Linked DNA regions of Hordeum vulgare: region 2 is linked to region 1. The links are chromatin contacts, called in public Hi-C maps. All regions are on one chromosome and are shown on one strand. Each heading gives the region's core, a stretch centred on a gene start, on an enhancer-like site or on the middle of the called end of the contact. The rest is flanking DNA. Distances are from core to core; before and after follow the strand shown. Region 1 has its middle 35 kb from the start of LOC123404195. Region 2 has its middle 40 kb from the start of LOC123403522.

What was found. A called contact is a pair of places that touch in the nucleus more often than the background predicts.
Region 2: a Hi-C map of seedling shows a contact between it and region 1, with 2.8 times the contacts expected there. The contact joins two enhancer-like sites. A contact is called at or near these places in 2 of 6 Hi-C or Micro-C datasets (leaf and seedling).

The regions. Positions count from the first base shown.
Region 1 is chr6H:447,940,399-447,947,172 of MorexV3_pseudomolecules_assembly, reverse strand. No RefSeq gene overlaps it. Among protein-coding and RNA genes, the nearest start is that of LOC123404195, 35 kb to the right of the region's middle. Within about 2 kb of position 4,187, at least 3 of the 3 cell types and tissues checked have open chromatin away from gene starts, as enhancers often do. A contact at or near this core is called in leaf and seedling, where this site is marked.
Region 2 is chr6H:448,067,929-448,074,702 of MorexV3_pseudomolecules_assembly, reverse strand. No RefSeq gene overlaps it. Among protein-coding and RNA genes, the nearest start is that of LOC123403522, 40 kb to the left of the region's middle. Within about 2 kb of position 2,917, at least 3 of the 3 cell types and tissues checked have open chromatin away from gene starts, as enhancers often do. A contact at or near this core is called in leaf and seedling, where this site is marked.

The DNA.
Region 1 (6,774 bases), core at 2,938-5,437:
ATCGCATTGTGAAAGATAGAATCGAGGATCACACAATTGAGGTTAAGCATATAAGAACGACACATATGCTTGCTGATCCTCTAACTAAAGGCTTACGGCTCAATATTTTTTATGGGCATGTTGCCAGCATGGGATTACGAGAAGCCTTATGATTCTGGAATAAGAGGACCACAAAAATAAACCACTCCCCAATAAGCCAAAAATTATCCATTTCAAAATAGATAGGTGTGCTATAAGTGTTGAGGTTTAATGACGTTTTGAGTTGTTGTCACACCTCACTTTGGTATTTTTTCTATGGAGAATGGGTGAATCAAGTTAATCTATATAAAATGCTTAACATGCCTATTGGACCTAACAATATTAACAGAAAAAAGAGGATACAAAGATAACGTTAAGTTAAGAGGCCCATGCACCAACGTGCGTTAGCCTCGATCTAACTAATGCATCCTGATTGGGGGCGCCAAAAACCAATTCACGTTTGGGTCCCATGTCATCAGGGCTACATATAAGGGAAGGGGAGCTTCGGCCTTGGGTGATCGACCAGTTCACGCACAACTCCTAGCTCCCCAATATTCCATCGACCCTATCTGATCAGGGGAAGCGCTGCATGACCGGAAGACCTGACCTTGCAGCCACCCCTGGACAGTGCGAGTGGCGCCGTGAAGGAATCAAGATCTCAAGGAGGTCGTCGTCTTCAAGCACTTCGTCCTGCCACATTGCCTCCAACAAGCAGGCGATCATGTCAACATCAGTGCGCTGTAATGATCTATAAACTCATCTCTGTTCATGTTCTTAGTGGTCTAGATGCAATCCGTTTCCCGTTAATGGCATCTTAGTGATGCAATTATTCCAACACTCATGTCATGGCCTCGTGATTAATCCAGTAACTAGAAAGGCAACACAGATCTCTCCCGTCCTCCTCCCGTGTCGCTCGCGCGAGCGACTCCGCATGCCCCAACCCTAGATCGAGCGGGCGGCCGATCTCCTCCCTTCCTCGGCCACTGTCGCCGCCGGTGCCGGCGGTGGGGACACGCCCGGCTGCCAAAGGCGGGGGCGAGGGCGGCGCGCCCCGACGGCTCCCCTTCGCGCGGTCGGGGGTTGTCCTATGGGGAGCGCAGGTGGCGTTGCGGGCAGCGGCGTGTCGTCGCGGGCGCAGCTCTGGGCCATGGTGAGCGGTCTCCTGGTGGCCGACGTGCCTTGTGTGGCCGGTCGTGGGACAACCCTCGGGTGGTCAGCCGTCGCGTGGCTGATGTGGCGGCTGGCGGCGCCAGATCTGGCCGCTGTCCTCCGGCCCTGATCTGTGGGCCTCTCTACTGCGGTTTATTGGTGGTGACGGCATGGTTGACGGGGCCCTACCCGCGGGTGAAGCTGGTGGAGGAGATTCAGATTGGAGGAAACCCTTGGTTGGCCCAGGCCGGCCGCGCCGACGACGACGCTCAAGGGCGACGTTTTTCTTTTTGGAGACGTCGGTATACATCTGCTCCTCTCCTCCCCTTCCTTGCCTCTCGGGTGAAAACCCTAACTCCGGTGGGCGGCAGCGGCGTCCTTGATGTGGTGACCTTCCTGAAGGCGTCGCCTTGAGGGATAAGTGGTGGTGGACACTGTGTGGGTCGTGAACGGTTGCTTGTGGTGGGCACTGCTTCGGGGGAAACCCTAGGATCTGGTCTTCCAGATCGGACGATGGCGGTATTGCGGTGTCGTTTCTTTCTTGGGAGCATCATTTCAGGAGCAACGCTGGCAGACTGACGCACGAGGTGGAGCGGCTTCGTCTTGTACGGGATTTCGGTGGAGCTGTCAAGTCATGCCTGGCCGACACGTGCTACGCTGAGTCATGCCTGGTTGGGAGGTGCTACGCACGACAGATCTCCAGGAGTCTTCACATTTGGACGGATGAGCGCAGGGCGGTGGCGCCCTTGGGCGCCGTGGTGGCGTCGACGGATGTTTGGACTCGCAAGGATGATGCGGATCTCTTTCCTGAAGATGGGTCAGTGGTTTGACGATGATGGCGGCTTGTAAAACGTGTGCATGAGGTGTGCGTTTTAGGTGTGCTGCACCGGCTGTTGTTCCCGATCCATTATGGGCGTGTTTGGTTGGGTGGCTCGCACCTGGTTTGCATCCGAGATGCAAAATGGCCCATGTTTGGTTGGTTGCGTGGTCTTCTCAGCCTGGCCCAGTCGATGCAAAAAGAGGCCTCCCAGCCAGGCTGAGGGAAACGCAGGATCGGAGCGTTTCTTTCATGCAGGCTCGTTCTTGCCTTTTGCCTGCACCCGCGATGCAGCCCACCACTCTGTCGTCGTTGTCCTCGCCGGAGGATGATGTCGCTCCTCCATGCCTTTCACTGGGCCACGAGTCTACGCGCCGCCATGCCAGCCCCTTCCCCACCACCGGCGCCACCCCTCTCCCCCACCGCAACGCCCCCTCCCTGCGGCGAGCCCCACGGCCAGAGCCAGCTCGCGGCCACCCCCTCCCTCCCTGCGGCGAGCCCTCCCGCCTCAGCCAGCCCGCGGCCACCCTCCTTCCCCACCACCGGCGCCACCCCTCTCCCCCACCGCAACGCCCCCTCCCTGCGGCGAGCCCCACGGCCAGAGCCAGCTCGCGGCCACCCCCTCCCTCCCTGCGGCGAGCCCTCCCGCCTCAGCCAGCCCGCGGCCACCCTCCTTCCCCAACACCGACGCCACCCCTCTCCCCCACCGTGGCGCCCCTCCCCGCGGCGAGCCACCTGCTAGAGCCATCCCGCGGCCACCCCCTCCGTCCCCGTGGCGAGCCCCCCGCCACAGCCAGCCCGCGGCCACCTCCTCCCTCCCCGCGCCGAGCCATCCCGCGGCCACCCCCTCCCTCCCTCCCCCCCGTTACATAATTAAGCTCAATTTTTACTCGAAATAATTAAGCCCAATTCAGCCTACCAAACAACATCTGTCATGTATAGCATCTCTGGTGCATCCGTATCATGCAATCAACCAAACACTCATCTCACCCCATCCCTGCATCCACTCAAACAGGCCAGGCTCACCCAGGATGCCCCATACGATGCAGGCTAGAGCCACCCAGGCAACCAAACACGCCTTATGTGGATGGATTGACGACAACAGCGGTATTAGATATGTGGAGCGAGAGCACTCCACATTATCGAGTTTGTAGGTGTGGGTCGTGGCTTTGGGTGGATTGATATATATTTTTGTTAGACTTTTATAAAATAATTAATAAAGATGGCTGCATGCATCGATTAATGCAGATGCCGGGGGTTTAACCTCCTTTTCAAAAAAAAAAAACTCATGTCATGTGCCAATCGACTGCACCTGTGATAGTGTAACACTAAACACTTTGCTTTGATTCCGAAGAAAAACGATGAGCATCCGGTGGGGTGGTAGCTGGACGATGTGATCCGTAGTAGTAGCAGCAGCGTTTGTGTGTGCGTGCGTGCCTCGATGATGATTGCCGAATATTATTGCTATCGTGTAGTAACACTTTCGGCTAGAGTGCCCTGGCTACCTTCGTGCCGAATACTACTCCTTTTCGTGGTCACGCCGATCAGAGACAGACGGCGATCTGCGCGCTGTGCTGACCGGCCGATCGCTACAGCTGCAGAAATTCGTGCGTGCAAGCGCCGTGTCTGAATTTCGAGACGGTGGCAACGACCCTATTATGGTTGAGGCATCCAACTCAGTTCCCGGCTGAAACTGCTAGCTCGCTACGTTATAGTATACGATACGCCTGCCATTTGATTAAGCCGACGAGCGACCATGAAGAATTATACTATAGTACTACTAAGCAATTAGCGCAGCCTGACGACACCAGCCTGTCCTCTTTTCTTTTCACAAAACACACGATCTAGGAGTAGATGGAGGCTTGAAAAGTCATTAGGGTTTGCCATTAGGGTTAGATGGAGGCTTGAAAAGTATTAGTCGTAGTAGTAACAGAACCCTACGCATCTTGCTGTGTCTTCAATTTCCTTGTCTGCTACGTAGGCTCGATGCTCCAGGCAGGAGTGCAAACCAACGCAAGGCTGTGTGCGGATTCTCTTCTGGAAACGCAAGCTACGGGACGGCGAAAACGATCTCTGCCGCAAGCAGACGAGAAACGAGGCCATCAAGGCTCATACCGCGGCTCAAGGCGCCTACGTACGTGGCCGAGAAGGAGAAGGAGAAGCGTGCGGGGAGGGGTCAAAGGAGGGTGGGTGCACGCACGCACGTGGTCTGGACCGTCCGATCGCCTAGCCCATCTACTACTAGATCTGAGCCAGCAGTATAGTATAGTAAGAGGCTAGGCAGAGCATCATCTGTTTTCTTGCGTGGGTGCGCATGATCGATCAAATGGATGCGATCATCGGGCCACTGCACGCCCCAGGCCAGCCCAGACCGCCACTAGCTGTGCCTGTCCTATGCCCGTGCATCATGGCGCGCTGCTGGCTTTGCCATGTGTGTCGCATTACACATGAGACACCGAGCACGCCAGCAATGCCATATTTTAGTTAAACCCTCGGGTTCAAAGTTAGGGGTAGAGTGTGCGGTGCGTGTATTTATAAGAATAAATGTATGCTCATATGTATGAGCGACTTTAATTACATTGTATTTTTAGAAAAATGATTATACCGCATCTCATTAAAAAAAAGGAAAAATAAGTTAACTTATCTTCTTGTTGGATAAAAATTGCAGTAGAGCTAGCCGACAATGGTAACTTTTTTTTAAAACGGAGTTAAAAGATTTGTCACATCTCATTAATTAAGGCCTTGTTTGAAACCACTTAAATTATATAATCCAGTTTTTATAATTTATTATGTCTTCAAACATGATAGATTATATTGTAGTTTATAAAAACTAGATGATCAGATTATTAAAAACTCATAATCTACTCTACCTCAGCTAAAATCAGATTATTAAAAACTTGGAGATAATTACCTACTACCACCGCCACCGTCCTTCAAACATGCCCACCTAGATTATTATCTTTGCAGCTAAAAAACAGAGAACAAACATGTCATTGTACAATATAAATCTGGATTACAGTTTATATAATCTGGTCTCCAAACATGCTCACCTATATTATTTTTATAATTCGGATTATATAATATATCTTCATAATTCAGAATATTATAATCTATTGTGGTTTCAAACAGAGCCTAAGCAATGAAGAGTACGGATGGTAATTTTCTTGTTCGGTGGTCCTGAAAGGAACTTTATCGAGGAAAATGACAATTGATAAAGATATGATTCTCGCCAATAAAAATCGGTGGCGTATATATAAATTTGGCCCAAGGGACCAGAAATCTCCAGAAAAAATATCATGCATGATTGCTTAGTATTGTACACGTCCTCCCTCTTGTACAAAGATTAGAAATACCATATCCACCCCACCAGACGTGCAGCGGTTCTTTGAACCGGACAAAGAGTACATGATTTTGGCCATACTTGTAAACAGCTCTATCAAGTGAGGTGCCGCTGCTCACGTCAACTCTGAAGAAGTTGTAACAATATTCCCCATTGCGAGCTCGCAATACGATCGGTGTCATGCTGGGGTGTATGATGTGGTAGCCCGTATTCAAGCCAGCGCCATCCGAATGTCAATGCAGTTAAATACAGTATTATACTACCATTGGAGCGTAACACCCTTTTGTTCTCTTCTGAAAGCGTCTTGGCAGTTATGCCGGTCATGATCTAGAAATACGTAGTATAGAATCTTCGTGTTTTGACCCTCTCAAAGAAGTTTTTCAACATCTGATCCTGATTCGAAAAAAAATCAACATTTGACCCTTTTCTTACCATCAAGATGGTCGGCGGTAGGGTTACCTAGCATACCGTCACGGCCTCCGTTTACTTAACGACCCTGACGTTGACTTGGCACACACCTACCGCGAGAGCATGAGGCGGTAGGCTGTGATAACCTACCGCCAGTGCCCTAGGCGGTAGTGTGTGCATACGTAGTTTTGCGTACTCTAACGTGGAATCACTTTTTTTGGTAGGTTGCGCATCCTACCGCCACAGACTCCGGCGGTAGGCTGTGGCAACCTACCGTCATGTCCTCCGGCGGTAGGGTCTCATCATATTGCATTTTTTGCACACAACTTTTTTTGTCTTATTTTTTTTGCCACAACAGTATTATAGACTTAAAAACATAAAATATGTAGATCAACATAATATAACATGTATCACACCTCGATACGAATAATAGTTCAACTAACATAGCACACAACCAAATAGTAGCAAATAGTTTCACATGGCAAATAGTTCAATAAATATCAAATAGTTTCACGAAACCAACATAAATAGTTTAAATAGTTCAACGGCACCAACTTCACTTGCTCATTCCCCTCTTGGAGGTACTTTCCTCGTTGTTCTTTGAATGAGTCTCACCCACCTTCTCCTTGCGGAAACGATGACGCGGTTTCTGGAACGGGGATGGACTTGCCCAATCCTTCATCAGCTGCTTCCCCCTCTTCTTGTCCTGGATGGTCTTGTCTTGGATGGTGTGGGTTGGTGGAGGTCCATCATCGTCGTCGTACTCCTCCTCCTCATCGATGTGTTCCTGTTCTTCTTCTCCTCGCTCCTCGTCATCTTCTTCACCTTCACTTTCTTCCTCATCATCCTCCTCCTCGTACTCCTCCTCGTCCTCCCCAACCACCCTAGATGACGAGGCACCATGGCTCAATGAAGCGAGATGCATCGGGGCCGCAGGAGCATAAGCATCAGTAGAGGTAGTGCATCCAAGGAGGCCCGCCAACTTGCGACATTTGTTGACGAATTTATGCAATTAGAATGAAACAAGAACATAATATGGATC
Region 2 (6,774 bases), core at 1,668-4,167, 130 kb before region 1:
CAAATGTGTTAGGTTCTACTTCTTGGCATCTAAACTAGACAAGAGGCGGGCAATAGGGTTCTACTTTCCTCGACGCAAATGACGGTGGGATTAGGATGTATTGTCTGCCGAAGGAGGTAGTGCATATGAACCATAATCAGCATGACAGTGGCAAGATGATTTTCTGGCTGGCATCTTGTGAAGCTTCTTTAATAGGTGGACAACACAAAATTGATGGATTGATCTTGCGGGTTTTTTAATGTGGGGGGGAACCTGATTAGGATGCCATCATTTGAACAACTAAGCCTGATGTTTCTCTTGGCTTTCATTTGTATAGAAGAAATGACAATGATGCTTGTTTAGACGAGTTATATTCAAAACAAATAGCATGATAGTAGGTTCCATTCAAAACAATTTTCCAGAGTAGCTGGCATCTTGTGAAGCTTTCTTATAAGTACGCGGAGAACACAGCAATTACTTGTTTCTTTTTGTTTTTCTTTGCATGTGGGGGGAAACATGATTAGGATGCCAACATTTGACCAACTAAGCGCCATCTTTCTCCTTCTCCTGGTTTGTAGAAAAATTAGCATCATGGTCCGCACAGCATATTTGCACAGTGAGGATGCATGACAGCGTAGATGGCGATCGACTAATTGCCCCCCCCTATTTGGATACTAGCCCTAGTATGATTCCAAGCACAGTTTCTGTGGCGCCCTGGCTTAAGCGAATTATTGGATGCCACTGCTATGAGAAGAGAAACAACATGTATTCGTCATACGCCCGGTGGGAAACAGAAGTGAAGACCCGGTGGATAAACAGCGTCGCTTCTTGTGAAGCTGTGATCGCCATCAAGTGGGTTGGCGAGGAGTCAGGACTACACTAGAGAGGAGGGGCTGGCCTGCGTGCCTGCCTCTGTGCGTGCTTGGCAAAGTGCAAACCAATCAATTCCCGTCTACACCGGCGACCCCTTTCAATCTTTTCCTTTCTCCTCCTCCCTCCCTCCCCGGAGAGAGAGAGAGAGAGAGAGAGACCATAGCCCAGCTAGCGTCCTTGTCCCATGCATTTTCCCGCGTCAGTGGGTGTGATGCCGGGCTGGCCTCGCCTCGATCTTGGCTCCCATGAGATGAGAGCGCACGGCATGGCATGGCATGGCAGCAAAAGAGACAGTGCAGCGCTGGTGTGGACTAGATGGGCAAGCAAGCAGTGCAGTGCAGTGCACAGCGCCGGGCCGACCCCCGTCCTCTTTTTCGTTTGGAAGGGCATGCATGCCAGGGGGCACACGTTAGTTGACAATAATATCGGTCCATCACAGTTTTAGGTGTCTGACTCGCCGCTGGATCCATCCATCCATCGACGGGCGGCCTCACCGGTTGGGAGGTAGGAGTGAGCCAGCGAGTGAGTAATGGTGGCCGCTGCTGCCTGCTGCCTGCTGCCTGCTGGTGGTGTCACGTACTACCGGACGGTAGTAGTAGTCATAGCAGCAGCAGCAGCAACAGCAGTACTGCAAACAAATCTGAGGGTCAGAGCCCCCCATGCATGCATATGCTAGTAGTGACATGGCCGGCGTAGGCAAAGGGCCGGCCGACGATGCACATGCCGATGCGCGCTGTCAATCGGCCAGGTACCCACCCGTCCACTCCTTGCTTGCCGCTTTTGCTCGCGCCTAGCTAGCCTGCCTGCAGCTGCTCGCTTTGATTAATACACTAGTAGCTAATAGCTAAAGGCGATCGATCTAGACTTGGTGCCCGCTTAACTACTTGCATGATCTTGGGTCACGCAAAGGCTCTCTCTCTCTCTCTCTCTCAGGCCTCCACTAGACAGCAACAGCAAGCAATGCAGGCAGGCCAGAGGCCACTCGCTCGCTTATAGGAGAACCGTTTGACAGTTCAGGTTTCTTAAAAACTGCAGGCGTACAAGAGGACAGAGGCACCGTGGCGTGTAGTGGGAAGGAGAGGGAGGGAAACGGGCCGGGCGGGGAGCAAGATTGGCGGGACAGTGGGAGCTGTTGAGGCCAGAGAAGACGGGTGGTGGCCTTGGGTTCGCTCGCTCGCTCGCTCACATGACAAGGATCAGAGGTGGGTTCAGACTTGAGAGGAGTGCGATAATATAAAGGCAGCAGGGCATGTGAGGGCGATTGGGGACGTGCGTCTGGTGCTCCTCCTGAAAACACTCATCAGTCTAGCCAGCCTCCCGTAACATCACTTACCACTACTATAATTAAAAGTCCAAGCACCTAGCTGTCCGTACTCCTCTGAGATGGTTGGTTATCCAACCAAGAAGAGCAGAGCAGAGCAGGATACGAAACGAAACGAAACGAAACGAAAGAATGGTTGGAAGGCAAGGAAAAGGACGGAGACAAGGATGCTAAATGGGAGCAACAGGGGAGGGGAGGGGAGGGGAGTGGGTGGCCATATGGCATGGAGAAGTGTGAGCTTGGGGCCAAAGGAAAGGCTCTGACAAGGCCCATATGCTTCGGTTTGAGCACCACATTAAGTAGATGGAAAGAAAGACAGCCGTGGTGATGGCCATGATTCCTGAGAAGTTGCCAAAGGAAAGCGCATTAGTCTGCTGCAAGAAACGGAGCTTGTTTGCGCACTTTGCCTGCCCCGGCCCGCCCGCCTAATCAAATCGTGGCTTGGAATCTCTTCTCTCGTTGCAATTAAAAGCTGGTGCACTGTCAAAGCAGCGTGCAGTTCAGGCAGATGCATCATGGGCACTTGCGCACCATGGGCTGGGCAGTGGTTGAAGTATATTTTTCTCGATACATTTCTTGTGCAGTCCCCCTCGTTATTGTTTGTTATTAGGCTCCCTGTTAGCAGTAGCGTGCTCGGCCGTGGATTCCCCATTCTTGTAAAATTCTCAGCAATAATGCCTGCCTGACTGCTTGTTTGGTTGGTTGGGTGGAGCGGAGTGATCTCTGAAAGCAGCAGCACTGCGTGCGTGACGCTGCTGCAGGCACGGACTGGAGGGAGGCCCTTTGGTACCAGCCTGCCAATCTGAAGCAAGCAAGGAGGGGGGCATATAATTTAGGTGTGGTTGCACCGTCTCTTGATTGGCATCGCATCGCATCGCACCTCCCTCTCCTCTACTCTATGCCGAGGCTGCTCCCCCACTTTGTTCAGATCTCTTTGGTCTCTTCTTTCCTTAAAGCACGGGGAAATAAATACACGCCGCATGCATGCATGCATGCATGGGGGGTGGTGGGGTTGGATTGGAGCACTGTCACGCGAATTTGGTTCTCTCCCACCTCACCTCACCTCACCTCACCTCCTCTGCCTTTGTTTGTTCGATTCATTGACAAATCTTACCATGCACCATCAGTCCCCTGTTCCTGCGATTTGGTTGCGCATTGCTTTCGTTTCATCTTTTTGTTTGGTAATTTATGGTTGTCACGTGAAGCTTGCCTGTCCCCGTTGCCTGTTCAGGGTCCCCTACAGAAAAAAAAAACTGTGTTAATTACCTCTTGGATCTCTTCGATGGTGACGTGGAATTCTCGTTGTTGATTTGATCTAAAAGGATTAACATGCCTATCGGATCTAACAATATTAACAAAAGAAAAAAGAAAGATACAAGCATAACGTTAAGTTAAGAGGCCCACAGAACAACGTGTGTTAGCCTCGATCTAACTAATGGGCTCTTACCGGGGGCATCCAAAACCAACTCACATTTGGGTCCCCTCTCGCGAGCGCTACATATAAAGAAAGGGGAGTTTCGGCCTTGGGCGATCGACCAGTTCACGCCCAACTCTTAACTCCCCAATATTCCATCGACCCTATTCGATCAAGGAAAGCGTTGCACGACGGAAAGACATGGCCATGTCGCCGCCGCCGTCCGTGGACAGTGTCGGTGCCGCCATGAAGGAATCAAGATCTCAAGGAGGCTGTCGTCTTCGAACACTTCATCCTGCCACATTGCGTGCAACGAGTAGACGATCATGTCAACATCAGTGGGTTGTAATCATCTATAAACTCATCTCTATTCATGTTTTAGTGGTCCAGATGCAATTTGTTTCATGTTAATGGCATCTTGGTGATGCAATTATTTCAACAATGGTATCAGAGCCGGGTTATAATTGCAATAGATCCCTACATCATGATCAGCACATCAATTTCATGCTTATAGAATCAGTAGATCAAGTTTGATGCTGCTATTTTTTTGTTGTTGAGTCAATTGCCCACTGTTAACGATGTTTGTATTTTAATTTTGCTATGATCTCTATGGATCAATACCGCTACCCATGTTCATGAATTTTTAATTAACCCAAGTTAAAGTTTTATGCTCACATTTATGTCTCGATTTATTAGAAATCAATCATGTTTAAGATCTATCCCATTTTATGCTTAGCAAATTAGAAGGCAGAGGGATACTTCATCCAAAATCAGTATAAATCATCATGTTTTTTCAAATCCTAGAAAAATACCTAATTTGTAAGAACCCTAATTCTGAAATTAGGTTAGATTTTCCCCCAAATCAAGCACTTATGAACACTATTTGGGGAGATTGAGGAAAGGATCCTCACCTCATGTGTTGTGTCGCCGCCTTTTCCCCTTGGGCCCCGCGTAGCACCCACCGCTGGGGGAGGGCGAGGATGCCGCAACGCTATCGAATCCCACCAGAGCGAGGCGCGAAATGTTTCTACGCTATCGTCGCCGCTTGAAAGGACGGTCGACGCCGCGCGAGTCGTCGTAGCTCCTCATGTCGCGGTGGCTGGCTTCCCTCCTCCCTCCCTGAAGCACAATGTACATGTTATTATTTTGGATAAAATTGAACCAACGAGATTTTTTTATTTTGAATTTATAATGTGTATTTTTGCATGATGAATATGTTTTAAAGATAAAAAATAATGATGCAATTTTTAACGTTGATGTTTAAATTCAAAACTAAATGACTCTAATATTAATTGAGACCAACGTTGTTTTATTATTATGAGTCATCCCTTATGACATTTTAATTCCATGTTTTTTCTGCCAAACGGTGATTTGACATGGAATTGAAAATAAATCTTGGGCATGTTTGTTTATTTACCAACATAAATTTATAATCATGGAAGTTTATTTATGATTTTTATGATAATTTCAGCTTCCTCTCCATTCCGGTAGAACACATTGAACCACTTACGGGGAGTAACTTCCCACATTGGAAGTCCCAACTCGAATTATGTTTGGGTTGTAATGAACTTGATTTTGCCTTGAGGGAAGAAAAACATGTAGCACCAACTACTAATGTTACATGTGAAAAGGATCGAGATGGACCTAGAGGGGGGGGGGTGAATAGGTACAGTTCCAAATTTTAATAATTACTTAGCAATTTTAGGCAAAGGTGCGGAATATGAGCGTAGACCTAATAATTGCTATGACAAAGAGTAAGCTATTTAGAGTGAAGTAAGGCAACCGGTAAACAATAATCAAATACAAGTACGTAATAAGGATTAACACAAGTAGAGAGTTAGGGTTAGGAATAACCGAAACTCCAAGAGAGACGAGGATGTATCCTGATGTTCACTTCCTTGGAGGGAAGCTACGTCACCGTTAGAGGGGCGGATGTTACCACGAAGGCACACCAATGCCACGAAGGCTCACCCTATTCTCCCTTTGAGATAACTCCACGAAGGCGTTTCTCAACCACTAGTGGTAAGCCTTGAGGTGGCTTCCAAACATTCACAAAAGGTGTTCTTGTATGTGTTCTAGCTGTGTTGGACACCCCCTCACGAAGTGGGAGGGGGTATATATAGTGGGGAGTGTAAAACAGCCGTTGGGGACACTTTAAGTCACACAAGGTTCGGACATCCGGCAGTTCACGGATGTCCGGGCATCCACAAGGGGTCGGACGTCCGACAGCGGTCGGTCGTCCGAGGGCTGTAGATATGTCTGGAATCACTGTGAGTTGAACAGGGACCGGACGTCCGGAGAAGGCATCGGACGTCCGGAGGGAGTCAGAAGTCCGAGTTATATAGCTCAAGTTCTTCTGGTGGAGGGCTCCGGATTTCCGAAGCTCGTCGGTCGACCGGCCCTCGGACGTCCGGAGGGAGCCGGAAGTTCGAGTTATATGGCTCAAGTTCTTCTGGTGCAGAGCTCCGGATTTCCCAAGCTGGTCGGTCGTCCGACCCTCGGACGTCCGGAGGAGGCCGGATGTCCGAGGCATTAGTCCTGTTTTGAGATAAGAGCAGGTAGTGAAGATGTGGTATTGAGCAGAAAAGTAGATATGTAGTATGAGCAAATTCATCGCAAAACCTGTGATCCCCTCTTAATAGTGCGGGATCCCTATACTCAAGAATAGTAAACTTAAAAGGATAGTCTACATCATCTTTTCTCAATCCCGAGCCTTCTTGACATATAAATCCCGATCTTCTTAGACCACCTTGGCACATAATTCTCAATCTACTAAAGTACTTGCCATCGTGAGATACACTCAACAAATAGGATTAGTTTCCTATGTATGTGTTGCCATTAACACCGAAAGTCGATTAGGGGCATAACATGCACTTTCAATCTCCCCCTTTGGAGAAATTCAAAGTTTATAAAGCTGAAGTTGAAAATCAACTGAATGTAAAAAATCAAAGTTGTACGGTCTGATTGGGGGGGGGAGGGGAGGGGTTGTTATGGTAGGCATGTGATGTGTACTACGCAATTTTATTCTTGTAGTCTCGTGTTGGGCCTCCAAGCACAAAGTTTTGTACGACAGTAGCTATTTTCCCTCAAGTGGATGACCTGAGTTTATCAATCCGTGGGAGGCGTAGGATGAAGATTCTCTCTCTCAAACAACCATGCAACCAAATAATAAAAAGTCTATTGTGTC